4 separate regions of the Mus musculus genome follow, and all the other regions are linked to region 1. A link is a contact called in public HiChIP or PLAC-seq data. All regions are on one chromosome and are shown on one strand. The core of a region is the stretch at or near the end of the contact, and the rest is flanking DNA. Distances in the headings are between cores, read along the strand shown.

Region 1 (2,578 bases), core at 42-2,541:
AAAGACTGGGAAAGATCACATTGGAAGATATAACATTGGAGAGATAGCAATGGGAACGTAACACTGGGAATAAAGGCTTTGGGAGTAAGGCATTGGGAGCAGAGCAGTTCATCAGAGCAGGAGGAGACAGCAAGATTAGAAGGAGAATGCAGAGTGGAATAACTTAGAAAATATAAGGCAACTTAAAAAATTGAGAGAGCAATGTGCAGAATGCAGAGGAAAAGAGGAAAAAAGAAGAAGCTGCAGAGAGAGCAGAAGGAGCAGGCAGGCTTCTCCTTACCATGGGACAGAACAGGTCTTTTCTTAATAACAAGGCTAAAGAGAACAAAGCTTTCTTCTTACAGACTTGGTTTTAATTCATGTAGCAATAAAAGGATAGAAGCTTTTTCTTTCTGTATGCATTAAAGATTGGAGCTCATTTTTCATCCAGAATGAGTGAGTTCTTTCTGCACTGGCGCTTGGTCTTTTGCTCCATACACATATGTAAGTATGGATGTATGTGTGTGTGAGTATGTAATTATGAGATAGTAGGAAAGTTGTGCCCAACTGATTTGAATGAAAATTTATTAATATGTGTGCATTAATTTGCATATGGATTTTTGTACGTTTAATCCATATTTGCTTGTGTAAAAGTTTTTCCTTCTGTGAGTGTGATTCTCTTCTCCTGGTTCAATAGAAGTTTATTGCTCCAAACTTCCCCTAGCCCAACAAATGAGAGGCATCTGGACAAAAGGGAAAAGGTTCTAGCAATTAAACCTTTACTTAATCCCCTACTGTTTTATGGTGAGGTGCTAATGCCAGAGACTGCAGTTTCTGGCCCAAAGAGAACTCAAAGAGGTCAGCTATCACACCAAAGTGATTTAGACTTAAGATAGGTACATGTTTTATTATTAAACAGCAACTCTATCTCAAAACAAACAAACAAAACAAGTCTTGCCCACGCCTATGCTCATCCCTGTCCTCTTACCTTCAAGAGAGAGCCAAGAGAGAAGAAGAGCCGGGTATGGACCACAGCATTACGGATAGGCCCCATGCTCAGCAATAGATCACTATAGCCTCCAGCGGCCATGGAGAACTGGATCTACCTGAAAGGGGAGCTGGAAATGAAAAGGAGTGCAAGAGAAGGATGAAGCTAAGACACAAGTTCTCATCAAGGCACAAAGCTTAATTCTGCAGCTATAAAGGGAAAACCCACAAAACCCATCCTTTGTTTCAGCTGGATTATGTTGCAAAGCAAGCTCAGGGGCAGTCTATTCTTCTAAGTTCCTATAGGAGGTTGCAGGTGCAGCAAAGCAGATGACTCCACCTGGGTCCCATTGTGGCAAGCACTCAAGGTCTGTTTAGCTTGGCTCGAGGCTGGGGGAAGGGCACAGATCACCCACACAAAATGAATGCAGCAGGATCTTTTGGGGGTTCTTTGTCTCCGAATGTTAAGTCAGGGCAAGTGTTTGTTTTAATTTTTCTACCTTATAGGTCCTTTCATGTATACATTAGGGCTTCTGGTTTGGGACTGCTATGAGTGTGTATACATGGTGTCTGTGCATTGATATATATTTCTTCCCCCCCCCCTTTTTTTTTGAAACAGGGTTTCTCTGTGTAGCCCTGGCTATCCTGGAACTCACTCTGTATACGAGGCAGGCCTTGAACTCACAGAGATCTGCCTTCCTCTGCCTCCTAAGTGCTGAGATTAAAGGCGTGCGCTGCCACTGCCCAGGTTGATACATATTTCTTGTGCTTCTTTCTTTGGATCTTTTTCTTCTTTGGTTGTTTTGTCATATTTTGATTTTTTTTTTTTGTTATTGGTTTATCTTATTTCATTTTATTATTATTACTTAGATTCCTGTTTGTTTTCTAAGGAGAGAAAAAGGGATGTAGATTCAGATGGGAAGGGAAGGAAGGAGGAACTGGGGGGTGGGGGGGAATTTTGCTAGAATACATTGTATTAAAAAACTACTTTCATTGAACAAAAAGAAAAAAGAGATTATTGAGCAGGTAGCAATACACAACGGAGGCCAAAGTGAACATCACTTAAAGGAAAGTAGGAAGCAAAGAAGTCTTCACTCTGAGTTTTGCATCCACAATTGTATTTTCGTCATAGATCGCAACAAGCAGCCATGCCCAGCTCTCCACACAAACTATTAGTAGAGAAAGAACCCTTTAACGTTTCCTAGAAATAATCCTAAGAGCACATGAAGAAACAGCAGCTCATGAGAATCTTGTACCAAAGGCAAAGCGTGGTTCAAACACATCCAGCTCCATTTAATCATCCTAACATGTGAGGAGATCGTTCCAAAGCTCCTTCCTTTTGATTATCAGAATATTACAACCACAGAATCAGAGGACATTGGAATTTTCACCAGAAGTCTCTTGCTGGGAGAAGCAAAAGGCGGATGCAGCCAGAGGACGAGTCCGACTCCCTGAAAGAGACTTCACAGTTCTGTCAACATGTCAGAGTGCCCGCAGGAGAGACTAGACCCAAGACAAGGATGAGTCAGTAGGCATGGCTGGACCTTGACCAGGTCTGTGTACTTGTGTATAATTTATCTAGTGCCCTCTACTTAAATCAAGCCTCATTTTA
Region 2 (2,578 bases), core at 24-2,523, 260 kb after region 1:
GATCTTTTAAAGTTGTTTTTAATCTCTTAATTTTTGTGGGTTGTATGTTTCTTAGGTTTTTTTCATTTATATTTTCTATTTGTTTCAGAATATGATTTCAATTTTTTTTCCAAGACAGGGTTTCTCTGTGTATTCCTGTCTGTTCTAGAACTCACTTAGACCAGGCTGGCCTCGAGCTTAGAAATCCACCTGCCTCTGCCTCCCGAGTGTTGGGATTAAAGGCGTGCGCCACCACGCCCAGCCCAATCTGAATTTTATTGGAATTTGATGTACCTTTTTTTAATGTTTAATTTTGTTATTTTGGGTATTCTGGCTTTTGACTTTAGATAAGGTGTTATCACTCTTTTCCCCTCCCAGCCCCTCAAAGAGACAACTCTTTGGTTCATGTCTTCTTTATCTTGTTAGTCTCTTAGTCACCATTTCATTATTTTTCCCTTTTGGTGTTTATTATTTCTCTCCTTCTGCTGTTTTGTATTGGTCTTGATTTTTCTATGGCTTTAAAGTACATCATTATGTTGTTTATTTAAGCTCTGTGGATTTTTAATCTAAGGATCCATTCTGTAAACCTTCATTTTTTTCTGTTTTTGTTGCGTCTCAGAGGTTCATTTTCACTTAGCAATATTTTTGTATTCTCCCTGACTTCTTTAATGTCCATTGGTCATTCAAGAATACGTTGTTCAATATTTCAATTATTTATGTAGTTTGAGTTTTTATAGAAAATAGATAGTTGATATTAATACTAGTTGTATTGCACTGAAATCTCAACTTGATTATATTTATTAAGACTGGTCACATGACCTAGAATGTGGTCCACTTTAGAGACTGTTAATTGAGCCTTAGAGGGGAGTATATATTCTGTAATTTTTGGATAGAAGATTCTCTGTTATGTCCATTTCATGTATGGTGCAGTTTAACTTTGAGGTGTATTTGTTGATGTTCAATCTGGTGTACTTATTGCTATGAGTGGGGTACTGAAACTGCCCATCATATTGTCTTAGAGCACATCTATCCTGTCTGCCAGTATTTGTTAATGACATTGGGAACTCTAACATTTGGTATACATATACTGACAGCTGTTATCTTTGTTTTTCTCTTTGTTATTAACTAGTGGCCTTTTAATATCTTCTATTGCTTTGGGTTTGTAATCTACTTGATAACTTCGGATGAGCCTGTTTCCTTGGTCTCCTGCTGTGACCAGCCAGGTGTACTGTTAGGCATCCTTTTGCTCTGTGTACTGTTGCCACGGACGTTGTAGGAGCAATCTTCTAGTTGGGCCTTTAAAAAAATCCCATCAGGTAGCTATTGTCTTTCAAATAGAGAGCTAAGACCATCTACAGTTAAGGTTCTTGCTGAATCCTGTAATTTTTGTGGCTACTTTTTCTCCTTGGTTAGACTGTCATTTCTTTTTAATTATTTACTGCAGTGTTGGCTTGTTGGTCATGAATTGCTTTACTATATGCCCTTATTTTCTAGCCAATTTAAGAATACAACTTTGCTAGACACAGCAATGTGTAGTGAGTATTTATTCTTGAGGCTTAATTCCTAGCACCACTCAGAGAGGAGCAAAGGGCCATTGTAACAGCAGCAGCAGGATGCCAAGCAAGATTCGGAAGGATTCTCAAAGTCAGCTGCTCTGTGTGGCAGCAGCATGACTTAGCAGCTTTTACTTATTATTTTTTCTTGATGGTTTTCTTTGGTGGACTCTACCAGTACACATTGAATGGAAGTCGAAAGCATGCATACCCTTGTTTTATTTACAGTCTTAGGGGGATGATTTCAGTCTTTGGCCATTGGGGAAATTGTTATTTGTGTGCAGTTTCATTGATGTTTATTATCAGACCAAGGGACTTTTCCTCTAGTTCCGTTTTGTTCAACGTTGTAAAAGTAGTTGCCAGATTTTTAGGAAAGCCAAGTTATTCAGGTGATTGTGGATTTTTATGAGTACAACAAAAAATGTTGTAATTTCTTTATCGTTGTTTAATCTGTCTTCTTGTGTTGGAAGCTAAAATTTTAGTAGTCATTATGTCGCAACTTGGGTAATTTCAATCAGAGGTGTTCTTAAAACCCTGGTTTTAAAAACGTAATTTAACAGTGGCATTAAAATGATCTGTATTAATAACATATTTCATGTTTTCAAGGAAATGTAATGCTTCTCATAATAGTAATCTCAGAAGCCGTTGCAGTGGAGAAAGTTAATCACCTGGAGAAAGGTTTACGTTCATAGAAGTGCAAGTCATTTTAGATCATTAGGAGACAGACAAGTATACCTTCAACAGCTAATGGCTTATCTTTTAGAACAACTCAGAGTTGGCCTAAGGAAAAGTGCATTCCTAATACAGATTGAAAGAGCTGATGCACATTCAATCAGCCTTGGGCTTGTTTCACACTTTAAAACTGTCTTTGCCTACAGTATAAACAACTCGAATGTTCTATTTATTTTTAACATTGCCATCTGTCACTGTAGGATGCCAAATCGGAAAGATGCATCTATAGTTTGAGTCTGAAAACTTAAAGCTCCCTATATTATTATTCAACAAGGGCAATGGGAATTTTTTCCCCTTTAAAGCTGTTTTTTTTT
Region 3 (2,578 bases), core at 28-2,527, 180 kb after region 1:
AGGTCATCATAAGCTGTGTAGCAAGTTAGAGACCAACCTGAGTTACCCAAGATCCCATGTCAAAAGACAAAGTGGGGGCTAGAGAGAGGCTTAGTGATTAAGAGCACTTACTGTTTTTCCAGAGGACCTGAATTTAGTTCCCAACATCTACGTAGAGGTTCCAAACTGTCTGTAAGTCCAATTCCAGGGAATCTTACACTCATTTTCGACTTCAGAAGGCAACAGGCATGTACATTGTGCATAGACATACGTTAAGGCTAAAACACTCATCCACTTAAAAATAAATAAATCTAAAACTTTAAAACAAAAGAAACTTAAAATGCAGAGATGAACTATAAGCCAGTATTTTAGTAACCTATCTCTAGAACTTCACGTTCACTTTAAATACTGAGTAAAAATAAAGTTTGCACTGTTTTCTCTCAACAACTACTCAAAGGAAATACTACTTTGAAAAAAAAAAAATCAGAGAAAACTGTTGCAGTAAATCTCCTCCCAAATAAGCCCAGGCAATGAAAACACAGCACAGTTAATATGATTACATACTGCGCATCTAGATTAGGCAGATCTACTGCTACACTATCCTCTTCCATAGCTTATAAGACACCCCCCCCCCCCCAGAACTTGCAGTTTCTCCAGGCCATGTGCTTCTGCTCTGCAATTTCTTCTTCTTTCTCCTCCTCTTCATCCTCTCCTCTTCCACTTTCTCCTTCCTCTCTCCCTCCCACCTTCTACTCCTCCTTCCCTTCTATCTGCCCAATCATCAGCTCTCCTTTATTTTACAAATTAAGGTGGGAAGCAGGTTTACTGGACATCACCTGAGTGCTGACTCATTCCTTGTTCACAACCACTCACAGGAGAAAGAAATGAACATCAAATATAATTAGCTCCAGGGCTAGCCACAACAGAAAACCTTTCAGAAATCTTCTCTAAAACAGTTCCACTTAATTAGTTTTTGAGTTCATAAGAAATAAATGGGTTTAAGATTTATAAAATTTATAAACTGTTGAATTTAAGGAATTTTATATAAAGACACTTTAAAAATCAAAGCAATAGTAAACTCTAAATTAGCACTTGTCACATAATTTTGAGGACCTGAGTTGGATCTGTGCACCCACATTAAAATCTGGGTGTAGTCCTGCTTGCTGTAATCCAAGCTGCTGAGGCTGGGAACCTGACTGCCGGCACAGGGAAGAAGGCACTTAAGAGACACAAGGAACTAAAGTGTGGGATTCAGTGAGGCTGTGCTTCTGTGGAGATGACCCAGAGCACTGATACATTGTATCAAGCCTGGCCAGGGTTTGCTAATCTCAGTAAGGGCTCTGCAGGCGAACAGGGTCGGGAGGATGTAGGCAGCCATCCCGGAAGAGGACGCTTCTGCAGGATCCGTTTGCACATAGGGTTTTAGCTAAGGTCACATTCACACTCTGGCCAGTGGATGTCCTTTCCATACCTAGAATCTGACACATCAGTGCCCTTTTCCCAGCCACGCTCATGTCAGTACGCACTCAATCAGGACTTCCTCCACTCTCCACACCCAGCACTTGGGAGGCAGAAAAAGGCTGGTTTTATTAACACCGGTCTAGCTAAATAGATGAGCTCTGGGTTCAGTGAGAGAGGAGGAGGTCCTGAGGAGGACCCCTGATGTGATCTTCTGCCTCTATACATGGGCACACGTGCGCTGCACAGATGTGCACAGGCACAGGCACATACATGGAACCCTTCTCACAAAATTAAAAATCTAATCTAGACATAGTGCCTACAGTCTCAGCAATTTAGGAAACTGAGAAGTTTGCTTGAGTCTAGAATTTGGGGGACAGCCTAGGCAACATAGTAAGGCCCTACCCCCACTTCTTTAAACAAGGTGAAACAAAACCAGTGAGCTAAACAAACAAACAAACAAATATACAGAAATAGAAACTTTCTAAATTACTAAAAATAAATTATTTGTAATTAGCATTGAGATTATTTAGTAATTGCATCATTAGGGTCTTTTAAACGCTAACATAAAACACCTGATGTGTGTGGTGTGTGTGTGTGTGTGTGTGTGTGTGTGTGTGTGTGGTGGAGGAGGTTTTTTTGTTTGTTTTTTTCCTCAAGTTTTGGACAAAATCCACCCTGACCATCACACCTAAGGTGTCTTTAGTATTGTAATGGTTTTGTTATTCACTTTAGGTTCACTTTAGGTTTGTTATTCACTTTAGGTTAGAGAAACAGTGTGTGAGCATCCGTAGTTTTAAGAACAGATGCTTCAGAGCACTGGGAACCGAAGGCTGTTGGGTTTAATAGTGCAGCGTGGAGCTCACCAAGCGGCAGTGTGAATTTTGATGAGCATGCTATTTTAATGCTTTCTGTTATGAATGGTTTTCACTTCAGTTTTCTTTTCAGTCATTAAAATTAACATGCGGTCAGAAGCTCGCTAGAAGCAGGTCAGTTCATGTTGGAGCAAATGAAATTATTGATAAGAAAACCAATGGTTCGTCTATAAATACCTATGTTAACATCTATATCTCCAAAAACAAGATACAATTTCATTTTCTAAAATATCACAGTTTTTAAAAGGAGAACAGTCAGTGTGTGT
Region 4 (2,578 bases), core at 36-2,535, 140 kb after region 1:
GGATGAGTGCAGCACCGTGCACACCAACACAGAAGCAACAGTTTCAAAGCCTTTTAGTTTTAATAGGATTTTAAGAGGGAACAAAATTCAAACGTGTTTTCAGCTTACCTTCTTCATGTAGAGTTCTCATTCACTGACTGACTGCCTCCCTCTTTTGAAATAGCATCTCATTGTAGCTCAGTATGGCCTCCTGAGTCCTGTAATTAGAGACACACATTGCCATGCTCACTTCTGAATTTTTCTTGCTCAAGTTTGGAATTTATTGTTGACATTGAAAGTCATGTTATACTTATTAAAAGTTTATGTGATGATTATATCAGAAAATTCAATCTCTGAAATAAGAATTTGTGGTTTTTACACAGCTCACTGCTTGGTGTGTGTGTTTGTGGGGGACAATGCAAAATTTTAATTTTCTTTATATCATGTTGTTGAAGAAATTATGCAGTTTCTAAATCATACTGCTTTTATTTTTATTCCTTGTATGCCTTCTCTCTCTGATAATTAGGATGCATCTAATCTTCAGAGTGCCTGGTCTTGCCCTCATGGCCTCAAGGTAGCCACGCACTTAGGGCATGTAGTTGTCCTCTGCTTGCCCTTGGAGAACCCAGTTTAGTTGTGAGTCTCAGAGTTTAAAAACTACCTTGAGTAAATCTACTGTGTCCTTCCACCTTGAGAACCGCTCCCCCTGTAGGCATCTCAGTTTTATTTGTAAGATAGTTACCTTTGCAAATTCTCCACAGAGCCAGACTTAAACTTTAACTTGTAAAGGAATCAGTCATCAGGAAGTTGTTTGTCATGCAGATTTCCGAGCCCTAAAGTCTAGGTCTAGAGTTAGCCAAGGACCTTGTGATTTTAGTGATCCTTGGGTACTGGGTAAGTATCGCATTGAGCCAGACTTCATTCTGGAAGGTGGCAGGTTCCTGTTGAGAAAAGTCTGACTAAGGCAAGGTAATATTTAGAGGTCTCCCCTGTTTCCTAGTTACCAGTTTTTTTAAAAATCTAAGTTATTGATTATTTTAAAAGAGGAGCTGTTGGAGAAATAGATTATTTTTGCCATTTCTATTGAAAGCAAAGTGGTTGAGTTGGAAAGATTGGAGGTGGGTGTAATTATAGTTCTCCTAGAATTCAGTTTTTATTTGGTATCTGTAGTAGGCTCTCTTGGGGCCAGAGAGTACCTTTACATCTTGCTAATTGGTACTTTGACTCAATGCCTTCCTCTGTTGTCCTGCGCTGCCTTTGCAAAGGACACCCTCAGGCTCAGCCTCCTGCCCTTAGCGCATACTTTATGCTCCTCACTGGCTCATGAGGCTGGTTTCTCTGACCTTAACAGGTATTAGGAGTCATATTTGCACTTTCCTGCAGAAAGCCGTGCCAGTTTTAGTGGTAAACCCAAAAGTGAGGCTTTTGTTTTGTCCAGAAGTGAAAATGACGTGTTGTTCTTGTTGCACTGTTTGTAGACTGAGTTTCCTACCTTCTCCTTTGCTCACAAAGCTTATTCCTATGTTTTCCTCTCAATTATGTTTTTCCTTGCTCCCACGCCACACGCAGACACTTCCTTTCTCTTGCCTTAAAACTCAGTCCCAGTGTTATCTGGTTTGCTTTGACTGCTCTGTGTTCTCCTGGACACAGCAAGTGGTGAGCGAACACTGTAGAGGGATTGAGCCGAAGTGTCTCAGTCAAGGATACGATACTCCGGTTTTAAAAGTTAATAGAGTTCCAGAGCCTGTTCCAAATACAGGAAGAGCATACTCATTGTTCCATGGCCAGGCCTGTCAGGTCTAGTTTTCTTAAGCAGTTTATGCAAGTCCTGTATCTGTGGGACCTTCCTTTTCCTGGTAACTAATTCCTTGTCCTTGTTTGCTCATGAGCTCGAGGGTGAATTGATGTGACTGAACACAGGGTCGCCAGGATTTAGGTTTTTCCTTAGCAAAGAGTTATCGAGGTAGTCTTCTGTTGAAGCCTAAAAGGCTAAATTATGCAAAATGAGGTTGAACATTGTATATGTTAATGATTAATACAAATGTTAATCTTCAGATTTTAGGGTGTTTTTAGTTGTACATAAGCTCTGCTTATATCTATTTTTTACTGCAGGGATCTCAATATTAATTATTATGTGGTCAAAAGTAGAGCTGTGGTCTGATTTGTTAAAGCTTGAGGCTAGGAGCCTTATTGCTTACTTTCATAATTAAAATGCTAATGCTATTAAAGTGATTACAACATTAGAAAAACTTTGAATGTTGCTGGAAAAATAATTATTTCTAGGCCAGAAAAGTATTTCCAGGCAGCCTGAGAGCTGGTTTGAGAATGTGGTTCTCACGGTGCGTGTCTAAACTCTGCTGTGCTGCTGGTGTGACGTGGGCATGGCAGAGCAGATCACAGGGAAGCCAGAACATAGGCTTAACCTTCTGTTTACCACGGGTGAGAGGAGGGGTTCTGCACATAGAACCTAAAAATGCCATATCCTTACCTCACTCAGAACAAGGACTCTTGGAGGAGATAGGCTCAGTAAAATCCTGTGGGAACATCATGGGCAAAGTATGAAAAATTAAATTTTGTGTATCTTCCTGTACCCATATAG

Evidence for each region. HiChIP or PLAC-seq counts read pairs in DNA pulled down with a chosen protein or histone mark.
Region 2: an H3K27ac HiChIP or PLAC-seq map of embryonic stem cells shows a contact between it and region 1, with 19 read pairs. The contact joins two enhancer-like sites. A contact is called at or near these places in 1 of 484 Hi-C or Micro-C datasets (nephron progenitors), 10 of 115 datasets of contacts at active chromatin or transcription factors (embryonic stem cells, epiblast stem cells, extraembryonic endoderm stem cells and 2 more) and 3 of 9 other capture datasets (embryonic stem cells, liver and pancreatic islet).
Region 3: an H3K27ac HiChIP or PLAC-seq map of embryonic stem cells shows a contact between it and region 1, with 3 times the contacts expected there. The contact joins two enhancer-like sites. A contact is called at or near these places in 5 of 484 Hi-C or Micro-C datasets (the 4T1 cell line, the HPC-5 cell line, embryonic stem cells and 1 more), 13 of 115 datasets of contacts at active chromatin or transcription factors (bone marrow-derived macrophages and embryonic stem cells) and 3 of 9 other capture datasets (adipose tissue, embryonic stem cells and liver).
Region 4: a contact with region 1 is called in an H3K27ac HiChIP or PLAC-seq map of embryonic stem cells, with 2.4 times the contacts expected there. The contact joins two enhancer-like sites. A contact is called at or near these places in 1 of 484 Hi-C or Micro-C datasets (stem cell-derived motor neurons) and 8 of 115 datasets of contacts at active chromatin or transcription factors (embryonic stem cells, epiblast stem cells and kidney).

Annotation. Positions count from the first base shown.
Region 1 is chr9:31,959,395-31,961,972 of GRCm38.p6, forward strand. No RefSeq gene overlaps it. Among named protein-coding and RNA genes, the nearest start is that of Barx2, 47 kb to the left of the region's middle. Within about 2 kb of position 1,292, at least 9 of the 459 cell types and tissues checked have an H3K27ac peak or open chromatin away from gene starts, as enhancers often do. A contact at or near this core is called in embryonic stem cells, where this site is marked.
Region 2 is chr9:32,214,593-32,217,170 of GRCm38.p6, forward strand. The region is part of intron 11 of Arhgap32 (Rho GTPase activating protein 32); the gene reads left to right. Among named protein-coding and RNA genes, the nearest start is that of Kcnj5, 130 kb to the right of the region's middle. Within about 2 kb of position 1,274, at least 13 of the 459 cell types and tissues checked have an H3K27ac peak or open chromatin away from gene starts, as enhancers often do. A contact at or near this core is called in embryonic stem cells, where this site is marked.
Region 3 is chr9:32,135,589-32,138,166 of GRCm38.p6, forward strand. The region is part of intron 2 of Arhgap32 (Rho GTPase activating protein 32); the gene reads left to right. Among named protein-coding and RNA genes, the nearest start is that of Arhgap32, 100 kb to the left of the region's middle. Within about 2 kb of position 1,278, at least 19 of the 459 cell types and tissues checked have an H3K27ac peak or open chromatin away from gene starts, as enhancers often do. A contact at or near this core is called in embryonic stem cells, where this site is marked.
Region 4 is chr9:32,094,971-32,097,548 of GRCm38.p6, forward strand. All of the region lies in intron 1 of Arhgap32 (Rho GTPase activating protein 32), which reads left to right. Among named protein-coding and RNA genes, the nearest start is that of Arhgap32, 64 kb to the left of the region's middle. Within about 2 kb of position 1,286, at least 34 of the 459 cell types and tissues checked have an H3K27ac peak or open chromatin away from gene starts, as enhancers often do. A contact at or near this core is called in embryonic stem cells, where this site is marked.